2 separate regions of the Mus musculus genome follow, and region 1 is linked to region 2. Evidence: chromatin contacts called from public HiChIP or PLAC-seq data. All regions are on one chromosome and are shown on one strand. The core of a region is the stretch at or near the end of the contact, and the rest is flanking DNA. Distances in the headings are between cores, read along the strand shown.

Region 1 (4,785 bases), core at 1,115-3,614, 86 kb after region 2:
AAACCTCTCATTTGATTTAAGGAACCATTACTTAAGCATATTTTCAGACTTCCTGTTTTGCCAGGACTCAGGTCTAAGTTATGCAAAAGCTCTGAGAATCCTTGGGAAAAACAACTTCAGAATCTCAGATAGCAAAAGGCGATTTCACAGCCTATGTGCCAGCACTCAGAGCTTATCCAGATACAATGGCTCTGCTCAAATTAGCCACACATTTTAGGGGTTCTGTGGCCTGCCAGTGACCCATTTTGGATGATTTTGTATGGGGTGAGACAGATGGGGATCTATTTTTCAACGTTGGGAATGTGGTGTTACGGAAGGACTATTTTCTCGGAATGTAGCATGACTATTAGCCAACGTAGAGCAAAGATTATTGTGACCTACCCAGTACTCTTCTTAATTATGGTCATTGCAGTGAAATAAGCAAGACATAATGCGATAGCTAGTTCTGTGGTAATGGTGATGGGAGTGTACATCTCCCTTCTAGAAGGAGAGCGACTGGAATTTCCCCCATCACACTCTTGGCTCCACGTGGTCTTGGGTGCCGAGCAAATAGGAGGTGAATGACTGTTAACCGAGGTTGGGACTCAGATGCAGCACTTGTGAGTGCTGTTAACTGAGGTTGGGACCTGTGATGCCGTGCTTGCAGTGTATCACCCAGGCTGGCCAGACTTTGCAGTGCTGGAGTGTCTTAGTTACCCAGGCTCCTGTAAGTGACTCCAGCAAGCTCAGTGGCTCACCAAGTTCATTTGGGTGGAATTGTTTCAGTGGCCCATTGGCTCTGCTCTTTGAGGGTTAACAGATGTGTGCTCATTCTCTCCAGGGGAAGTCACACAAACTGTGAATATCTTGCTTTCCCGGCATGAGTCACTGAACTGGCTTTCCCCCCAATGAGTACTTAGGACAAATTTGTCAAAAATTAGGTGGCTGCAGGTATGCATATTTATTTCTGGATCTTCTGCTCCCTCCCATTGATCTGGTATCAGGTTTTGTGTCATTAAATGCTGATGTGGCCCCTACAGTCATGTAGTGGAACTTGAAACCAGGTGTAGTGATGTTGTCACCGGTACTCCTACTGTTGGCTAGTCAAAGTGTTTTTTGAGTCAGTGTCCATCCTAGAACTGTTTTTGGCCTTCTGTGACAAATGCCACTTGTATTTTGATAGTGATCGCATTAAATCTGTAAGTCTTCTTGGTAACATGGCCGTCATCACAATTCATAAAGTCCTGAAGTTCAGGAGACTAGTGGGTGCTATTATCTTGACAAAATCTAGAATCACCTTGGAGAAGGGCCTCTGGGTGTGCCTGTGGAGGGAACATTTTGATCGCATTCATTGATGTGGCAAGATCCATCTCAGTTGTGGACAGGACCATTTCCTGGGCTGAGGAATGCTGAGCTGTATAAGATGGAGAAATAGCTGGTCAGCAGCAACAGCCATTATTTATTTCTCTACTTTTTGGGTATGGATGCAACGTGCCTGATGTTCCAAATGCCTGCTTCCCTGTTTTAGTTCCCTGCTATGATAGACTGTACTATGACAGAGGTAAACCTGTCTTGGAGTTTCTTTTGTTAAGGGCATTTTGATTACAGCAACAGGAAAAGAAACTACCAAGACAGCAAGATGGTTTGTTTGTTGGTTTGGTTTTGGTTTTTTTGTTTGTTTGTTTGTCTTCAATTTTTTTTTCTTCAGTGTGCTAAAGGTCTCATTATACAAGCTTTTCAACTTCTCTGTTTGGTTGATTTCTAGATATTTTACTGTTTAAATTATTATATTTTAATTTTTCCTAATGTATTTTTCTTTATAAGTATGCTATTGGTGTACTAAAATAGCTGATGGTTTTCATGTCAATTTTATATCTTGCTGCTCTGTTGAAAGTGTTGCTCATATTTAATATTTCTTTGGTGGCTGAGTATAATGTGTATGCCTTTAATCCTAGCAGTTGAGAGGCAGAAGATAGATCTCTGTGATTTTTAAGGCCAGCCTGGTATACACAGGGAGTTCTAGGACAGCAAGATCTACCTAATAAAACTCCATATCTTAGTTGCTGTTCTAGAGCTGTGAAGAGACACCATGGCCAAGGGAAGAAAGCATTTAGTTGGGGGCTTGCTCATAGTTTTCGAGGGTTAGTCCATGATCTTCATGGCAGGAAGCAGACAGGCATGACACTGGAGCAGTAGCTGAGAGCTTTATATCCTGATCTGCATGCAACAGGCAGAGTCTGCGGGTTACCATGGGGAGGGGAGACGAGGCAGGTTCAGCAGGTGGGTTGGTTTGGTGGAGACTGTGGCTGGAGTGCAGGGAAGCCTCCTGGTGGGAGGTTAGAAGCACAGCTCATTAGGGGAAGACCTGCTCCATTGCTCCAGCACGATAAGAAGAGGCAGTCCGTGGTTTTAAGGCGTTTTATTGTAGATAGGCAGAGAAAGGGAGAGTAGGGAGGTAGAGGCCGGTCATGGCCATATGGAGAAGGGGGTAAGGCAAGGCAGAGAGTGGTAGAGCATGGGAGCAAGAGTAAGAGAATAAGAGGTAAGAGAGCAAGGATGGGGCAAGCAGCTCCTTTTATAGTGGGCTGGGCCTACCTGGCTGTTACCAGGTAACTGTGGGGAGGAGCATACCTGGCTGTTGGCAGGTAACTATGGGGGTGGAGTCCAGACAGAATACCAGGAGCTTGGGACATTGCCTACTGACTGATGGCCACACACCTCTCTGCAGGGGACCCGGGGCAGGGGGGGGGGGGCCCTGTGGGAGGCTGTAGCTGCAACAGGAGCCAGGGGCCCAGGAGGCGTGGTCACCAGGGTTCCAGGCCTGTGGGCGACTGGGGACCAGGCTGTCTGTGCACAGCTCACTGCGCCACATGAGCTACTTGCTAATATTCTTCCTCTCTAAAAGCTCTTGAGTTGGGCTTGCTTGGCTGGTTCACGTTGCTCTCAGCACTACTGTCTTTCATGCTCATACTACCATGGCCCATCTCAATGCGTTAAACTGCTCTTCTAAATCCAAAGTCCACAGTGCAAACAAGCAGCATGATCATACTTGTCACAGTAATAACCCACACCAGGCACCAACTTCTTAGTCACTGTTTTCTTACCTTGAAGAGACACCATGGCCAAGGCAACTCTTCTAAAAGAAAGCATTTAATTGGGGACTTACTTACAGTTTTAGAGGCTTAGTCCATGATTAACACAGCAGGAAGCAGCCAGGCATCTTGCTTGAGCAGTGCCTGAGAGCTGTATATCCTAATCAGCAGGCAGAAGCAGAAGAGGTGTGTGTGAGGGGCACTGGGAGGCAGTGACAGACAGACAGACAGACAGACAGGCAGGCAGACAGACAGACAACCTAAAACCCCGCTGCCAGTGATATATCTCCCCGCAAAGAGGCTTTCTAACCTTTCCCAAGCAGTCCTACAAAGCAGTGTAAGGGTCCAGGATTTGCCAATGAATGATACCCTGGACTCAAATAGTATGTAAATGCAAGGAGTGTTTTGTTCTGCAGTTTACCATTACCTTGAAGTGAGCTCACAGGCTGGATTTAAAGCACATTAGGGGAATTTATGTGGGTCCTGAGAACAGACCATGTATCTTCTGCAACAGCAATAAGTGCTCTGACTGGCGGAGCCATGTCTCCAGTCTTTGAAATTTATATTACTTTTCTTATGTATGTGTATCAGGGAGGAGATGCACACATTAGCGCAGGTGCCCATAGAGTCTAGAGGAAGTTGATCCCATTGGAGCTGGAGCAGGAGGGTGTGAGCTGCCCCACCACGAGTGCTGGCATCTGAACTTGGGTTGAACAAAATGAACTCTTAAACTTCTGAGCCATCTCTCGAGCCCTTGATATGTATATATTGGTTAAGTCATCCTTGATCCTTGAAGTAAAACCAGCTTAATCATGATTTTTATCATAATTTTTATTTGTTGTTGAATTTGATTTGCAAGTATTTTATTTAGGACTTTTGCATGGGTCTATAGTTTTATAGTCTATAGTCTATAGTTTTAATATTGTGTCCTTATCTGATTTCAGTACTGGCTCATTGAATGAGTTTGAGTGTTTCTTTCCATTTCTATCTTATGGAGTACTTCAAAGAGTACTTCAAAGAGTTGATTTTTTTTTAAAGGCCTGTTAGATATGAGCAGAGAATCTGTCCAGTCCTGAGCTTTTTGTGTTGAGAATCCATCTATTATGGCTCTTATGTCATTGCTTGTTATAGGCCTGTTTGAGTTGTTTGTATTTTCTTGATTCAATTTTGGTGGGTTATTTGTGGGTTTTTTGTTTGTTTGTTTGTTTTTGAAATATGTTTTCAAAGTATTCCCTCATTGTCATGAATTTTATTGTAATCTGCTTCATGTCCCCCTTCTTCTCTGTAATTTTATGGATTTAGGTCTTGTCTTAAGGGTTGGTTGATTTTTTTCAAAGGGCAGTTAATGCATTTTTTCCCCTAGTCTTTTGATATCTGTTTTGATAAATTTCTGCCCTTCTTTTCTGTTGTTGTTGTTTTGTTTTGTTTTGTTTTGTTTTTTCCGTTTCTGCCCTTGGGCTTGACTTGTTCCTGTTTGTACATCTCAATGTGCATCTCTAAATGCTTGGGAGCACTCGAGATTTTCAGTGCAATCACTAGCATGCACTTAGTCTGTCCTCTTAGGACATCCTATGCTGTTAGGCTGTCATTTTCATTTGACTCTGGGATTTTAAATTTTATTTTTTTTTATTTTGCACGTATGGGAGTTTTATCTACATGTGTGTCTGTGCACCCAGAAAGGGTCAGAAAAAGGCACTGGGTCTCCATTGGAACT
Region 2 (4,545 bases), core at 814-3,313:
TGCAATGGCTGGAATATATTTCTCGTACATATTCCTTTTCGGAGACAAATTTATTAATAAATCTGTAAAGAAAGAGGAATCTAAATCTTTTGATCAAGTACTATATTGTTTTAAGGAAGTCAAAGGATCCTGCTATTCCTTTGAGGAGCACTCTGATTGTTTTTCCTTTTGACATTAATCTGATAAACATTCCTAAACTTATTTGTTAAATCTGATTCAAGTGTTATGTGTCAGTGAATTTAAGGCAGGTACTAAGCAAAGTTAAACCCTAGTTAACTTTATTTTTAATTTTAATGCATTTTAGCAAACAGTGCTCCTCACAAGTGGTATCAATTTACTCTCTACAACACTGCATTTACTCTGTCTCAGTCTAAATGTTAGCTATAAAACTACAAATTCCTAGAATCATGTACTTCTCAACTGAACAATTTTAACGGACAACATAGCAGATGAGATCTGAAAAAAAACCTACTACTTTTGGCCTTCGGATTGCTGAGAACACCCTCTTTTCCAAAGACAAATACTTGTTCTTACCGGCCAACTTTCTGGAACTCAGCCAACATTCGTGGCTAACTGCTTCTTTTGTATAGTCTAATAATAAAATATACACATAGTGTGCCCTTTTGGTAAACAAATACTCGATTTTAGTTAGATACAAACAATCATTCAAAAGCTTTGCAGATCTCGTGTAGGATGTTTCTTCAAAGCAAACAGGTAGTAGTCCTGAAGAAATGCTTGGAATTCGTTCTCCCTCAGACTCTCCCAAGGATTCCATGGCCTATTGACATTAAAATAAGAAAAGTAACCTACTTGCAAAAAGACGGTTGCATTCCATTAACATTCATGAGGCCTGAACAGCCGAGGCCCTACACATCAAGAACGGAATATATCCTTTGTCTCCTGATGAGAAAATGTCTCCGTGATAAATGGTTACAGACAGCGGTGTCACAGGGGCAAGAGCTCAAAGAATAACTTGGGCAAACTTTTTTTTCCCCGGTTGTCTTTGCCTGGAGTTCTTTGTAGCATTGTTCAGCACAGTGCCTTGTCCTTTCAAGTAAAAGGCGCTTATTGCAATGTAAGTAAAATCCCAGTCCTTGCAGAGGCACTTCTCAGAAAACCAACCGACCAAGGAACCAACAGAACAAACAAACAAACAAACAAACAATCAAACAAAAAACCCTTTGGAAATTGGAACAGCGTTCCAAAGGCTTTATAATTACTAAGTATTCGGACTGTAAAGAAAAGTGTGGTACGTCTTTAGGCAATGTTGACCTAAATGGGTAAGCATTTAGTCAAGTGCATTGTCGGTCGTCAGCACAAAACACCAGGTGCACCTTTAAAATGTCATACATCATTCGCATAAATACAAACACTGTATTTACCACTTCGGCAAATTTCTAAAAAAAAAAAAAAAAAAAAAAAAAAAAGTCAGAAGAGAGGTATTTATTTCACTGCCATAGATAGTGCAACACCAATGGCGTCCTGTTAATTTTCAAATCCAAGTAGGTTAGTTACAAGTTGTTGACAACTTTGTCCCATCAAAGTGCAGCTCCAGGGCACTGTGAGCTTAGCTTGGCTAGGTGGCTCACTCTGCTGACCTACAGACCCAAGGCACTCTGCCTGTCTTGTTTGCTGCTCTAGGGCTCGTTCGATATGGTAAAGCACGGCCCAGTGTTTTTGCTTTCTTCTGCCCCACCGAGAAGAAAGTGCCAGATACAGAGCATTAAGAAATGCACAGCGGCTCTCCATTGGCTCTTCCTCAAGCATGCCCTCCGCTCAGTACGTTTCTTAGCCAGGAGGACCCGTTGGGTTTAGATTCACAGACTGCAGGAGTCCAACACGGCCCGGCGGCCCCCGGACGGGCGGGGCTAGAGGCGGGGCTGAAATCAGGCCCCGCCCCGGCCGCATCGGCGCGCCTGCGTGCTGGCGTGGGCCTGCGGTTGGCCGCGGGGTTCTGGGTTCCCCGCCTCCGCCCGCGCCCTCGCACCTCCGCCTACTCTACGCGATGACGCACCGCAGGTTTGCGGACGTGGCGGCGGCTGTCGGTGCGGAAGGCGGGGACGGCGGCGACGGCGGCGACGGTGGCAGAAGCGGACCCAGACACCGGAGAACCTAGAGTCGGTCATGAACGTCTCCGGGGCCGCGGCTGTGGTGGAGGACATAACCGTGTCGCCGCGCCCCTGCTAGAGGACAGGTGACGGTGGCTGTGGGGCGGGGCGGGGCAGGACGTCGATCGGGGGGTCACCGTGGGGCGCTGTCCCCGGTTCGGGAAGGACTCTTACCTCCCGGTTTTGGGCAGCCCTTTCCGGGCCATTCTGCCTGTCCCCTTAGCATCTGCTCCGAAGCGTCCCAGTCTGACGCGGCGACTTAGAAATCAGAGATGTAATCTTTGCGGGGGACGTCCGGAGGAAAGGGAAAAATAAAAATAAAAGCGAGTGGAATGGAAGAGGGAGGAAGTTTGCAGTTGTTGCTTAGGTTTAAAATTGGCCCTGGAGAATAGGATCGGGGTGATTCTGTCCTAAGTGCTGAACTGGCTTGTGCCCTGTGAGTCTTCTCTTGCTCCCTGCCGAAGGTCAAGACCAAATATTAATATGCAGCAATTAATATGTAGTACCTAGGGATTTGAGAGGTCGCTTTCCGGTCTAGACCGGGTGGATGAAAACATGCTCACGATACCCATTGATGATCACTTTCAGGACGTTTGTCAGCAGTGCAGTATGCAACATGTTCTAGTTTTCTGAAGCCATAGATTCCATAGATAATTCAGAGAGGTAAAGAGAATTGAGGCTGATGGCTTTGATTCCGTGTACTTTCTAATCTTTAGTAGATTGACATGTCATTACCTTACTGGGCCAAAGTGCAGCTTGGCACTTGGATTACAGATGAACAGTCAGACCGTAGTGTCCAGATTGTTTATTTTGCTTTCCTGTCATTTTAGAGGAATAGAGACAGATGCGCGAAGACGGGAGTCTTTTGATTCCTGATTAAGACATGGTGAGGGAAAGACTGATAGAAGAACACATTGTTTCAAATGGCTTCTGGGTATTAGTCAGTAATTTCAGAGAGCTGTACTAAGAATGGGAGGGAGAGCGCTTTAGAGGGATAGCATACCTAAGGCAACGTAACCACCCATATGCATTGCTTTAGATCTAATCTTTTCTGCTTTTGATGGATGCTTTTGAGGATCTGAAACAGATACTTCCTGAGGTAGTACATGTATGTATGTATGCAACTTGCTACTGGTTCCACAAAACTGACAGACATCCTCTACATCTAAGATGTGGGCTTTTTATTTTGTTTTTAGAAAAGACCTAGATAAGGGAGTGCAAGCGTCCTTGTAGAAACAGGTGTGCTCCTTACTTTAAACTGAGATGTGAAACGTGGCTCTCATTTAGCTTGGATCTGTCAAATTTGGAGTGGTTTTTGGCAATAGTTTAGCCCCTGTGGGAGCAGCTGAAGCAAGCTACTAATATAGCTGTTAATAAATTATCTAAATAGAGACTTTTCAACTTTTAAAGATATACAGTGTCCCTGTAAAGCAAGGTCAGAAACTGGATTTTAAGGGCTGGATTTTATGAAATGAAATAGGTATGTTTTTACATAGAGAATATCATCTTTTTGTTGTCTGAGTTTTAGTTGTCTCCTGCCACCCTCCCTTGTCTGTTTGTTTTTTATTTTAGTTTTCGTTTCTTTTCATCCATCCTTCTAAACCCATTTTGCATTCCAGGATCCATGCATAATTTTTTGATGGTTTCTCTCCTCCCCCTCCCCACCCCCCGCACTGCTTTTCCAAGTTTGCTGGAAGATGTTATCTTCACTGAGATAAACACACTTGTGTGTTTAACATTTGTTCTGCTGTCTTTGAGGAATTTATTATGATTGACCTAGTTTGCTTTCTGTTGCTGTGATAAAAACCATAACCAAAAGCAACTCTTATAAGGACATTTAATTGGGCCTGGCTTACAGGTTCAGAGGTTCAGTCCAGTAAGTCAAGGCAGGAAAATGGCAGCATCCAGGCAGGCATGGTGCAGGAGGAGCTGAGAGTTCTACATCTTCATCTGAAGGCTGCTAGCAGAATACTGGCTTCCATGCAGCTAGGATAAGACTCTTAAAGCCCATGCGCACAGTGACACACCTACTCCAACAGGGCCACACATTCTAATAGTGCTACTCCCTGGGCCAAGCATATACAAACTACCACAGTGGGTTTCTTCGGCTTATACATCTCCATCCATCCTTGAGGGAAGCCAAGGCAGGCACTGAGAGACCGTGGTGGAGGATGCTGCTTAGTGGCTTGCTTTCCATAGCTTGCTCAGCCTGCTTTCTTATACAACCCAGGACCATCAGCCCAGAGGTGGCATCACAGAGGGCTCTTCCATATCTGTCATTGATTAAGAAAATGTTATCTCAGTTCCCCCCAACCCCCAACGCCCAGATTTGCCCTCAGGCTCCTCGGATGGAGGCCTTTTCTCAACTGAAGTATCCTTTCCTTTTCTCAGAGGACTCTAGTTTCGGTCAAACCGACAAAGAAAACTACCCGAAAAA

What was found. HiChIP or PLAC-seq counts read pairs in DNA pulled down with a chosen protein or histone mark.
Region 1: an H3K4me3 HiChIP or PLAC-seq map of fetal liver shows a contact between it and region 2, with 2.3 times the contacts expected there. The contact joins the enhancer-like site here to the promoter of Lysmd3 in region 2. A contact is called at or near these places in 13 of 39 promoter capture datasets (the 3T3-L1 cell line, 3T3-L1-derived adipocytes, the C10 cell line and 9 more), 1 of 15 datasets of contacts at CTCF or cohesin (the G1E-ER4 cell line), 41 of 484 Hi-C or Micro-C datasets (3T3-L1-derived adipocytes, the BV-2 cell line, the C10 cell line and 29 more), 13 of 115 datasets of contacts at active chromatin or transcription factors (the 230-238 cell line, the SCID.adh cell line, bone marrow-derived macrophages and 6 more) and 4 of 9 other capture datasets (adipose tissue, embryonic stem cells, liver and 1 more).

The regions. Positions count from the first base shown.
Region 1 is chr13:81,741,202-81,745,986 of GRCm38.p6, forward strand. All of the region lies in intron 1 of Mblac2 (metallo-beta-lactamase domain containing 2), which reads left to right. Among named protein-coding and RNA genes, the nearest start is that of Mblac2, 32 kb to the left of the region's middle. Within about 2 kb of position 2,365, at least 9 of the 459 cell types and tissues checked have an H3K27ac peak or open chromatin away from gene starts, as enhancers often do. A contact at or near this core is called in fetal liver, where this site is marked.
Region 2 is chr13:81,655,743-81,660,287 of GRCm38.p6, forward strand. Lysmd3 (LysM, putative peptidoglycan-binding, domain containing 3) reads left to right here and starts at 2,064. Exons shown (of 3, transcript NM_030257.1): 1 at 2,064-2,194.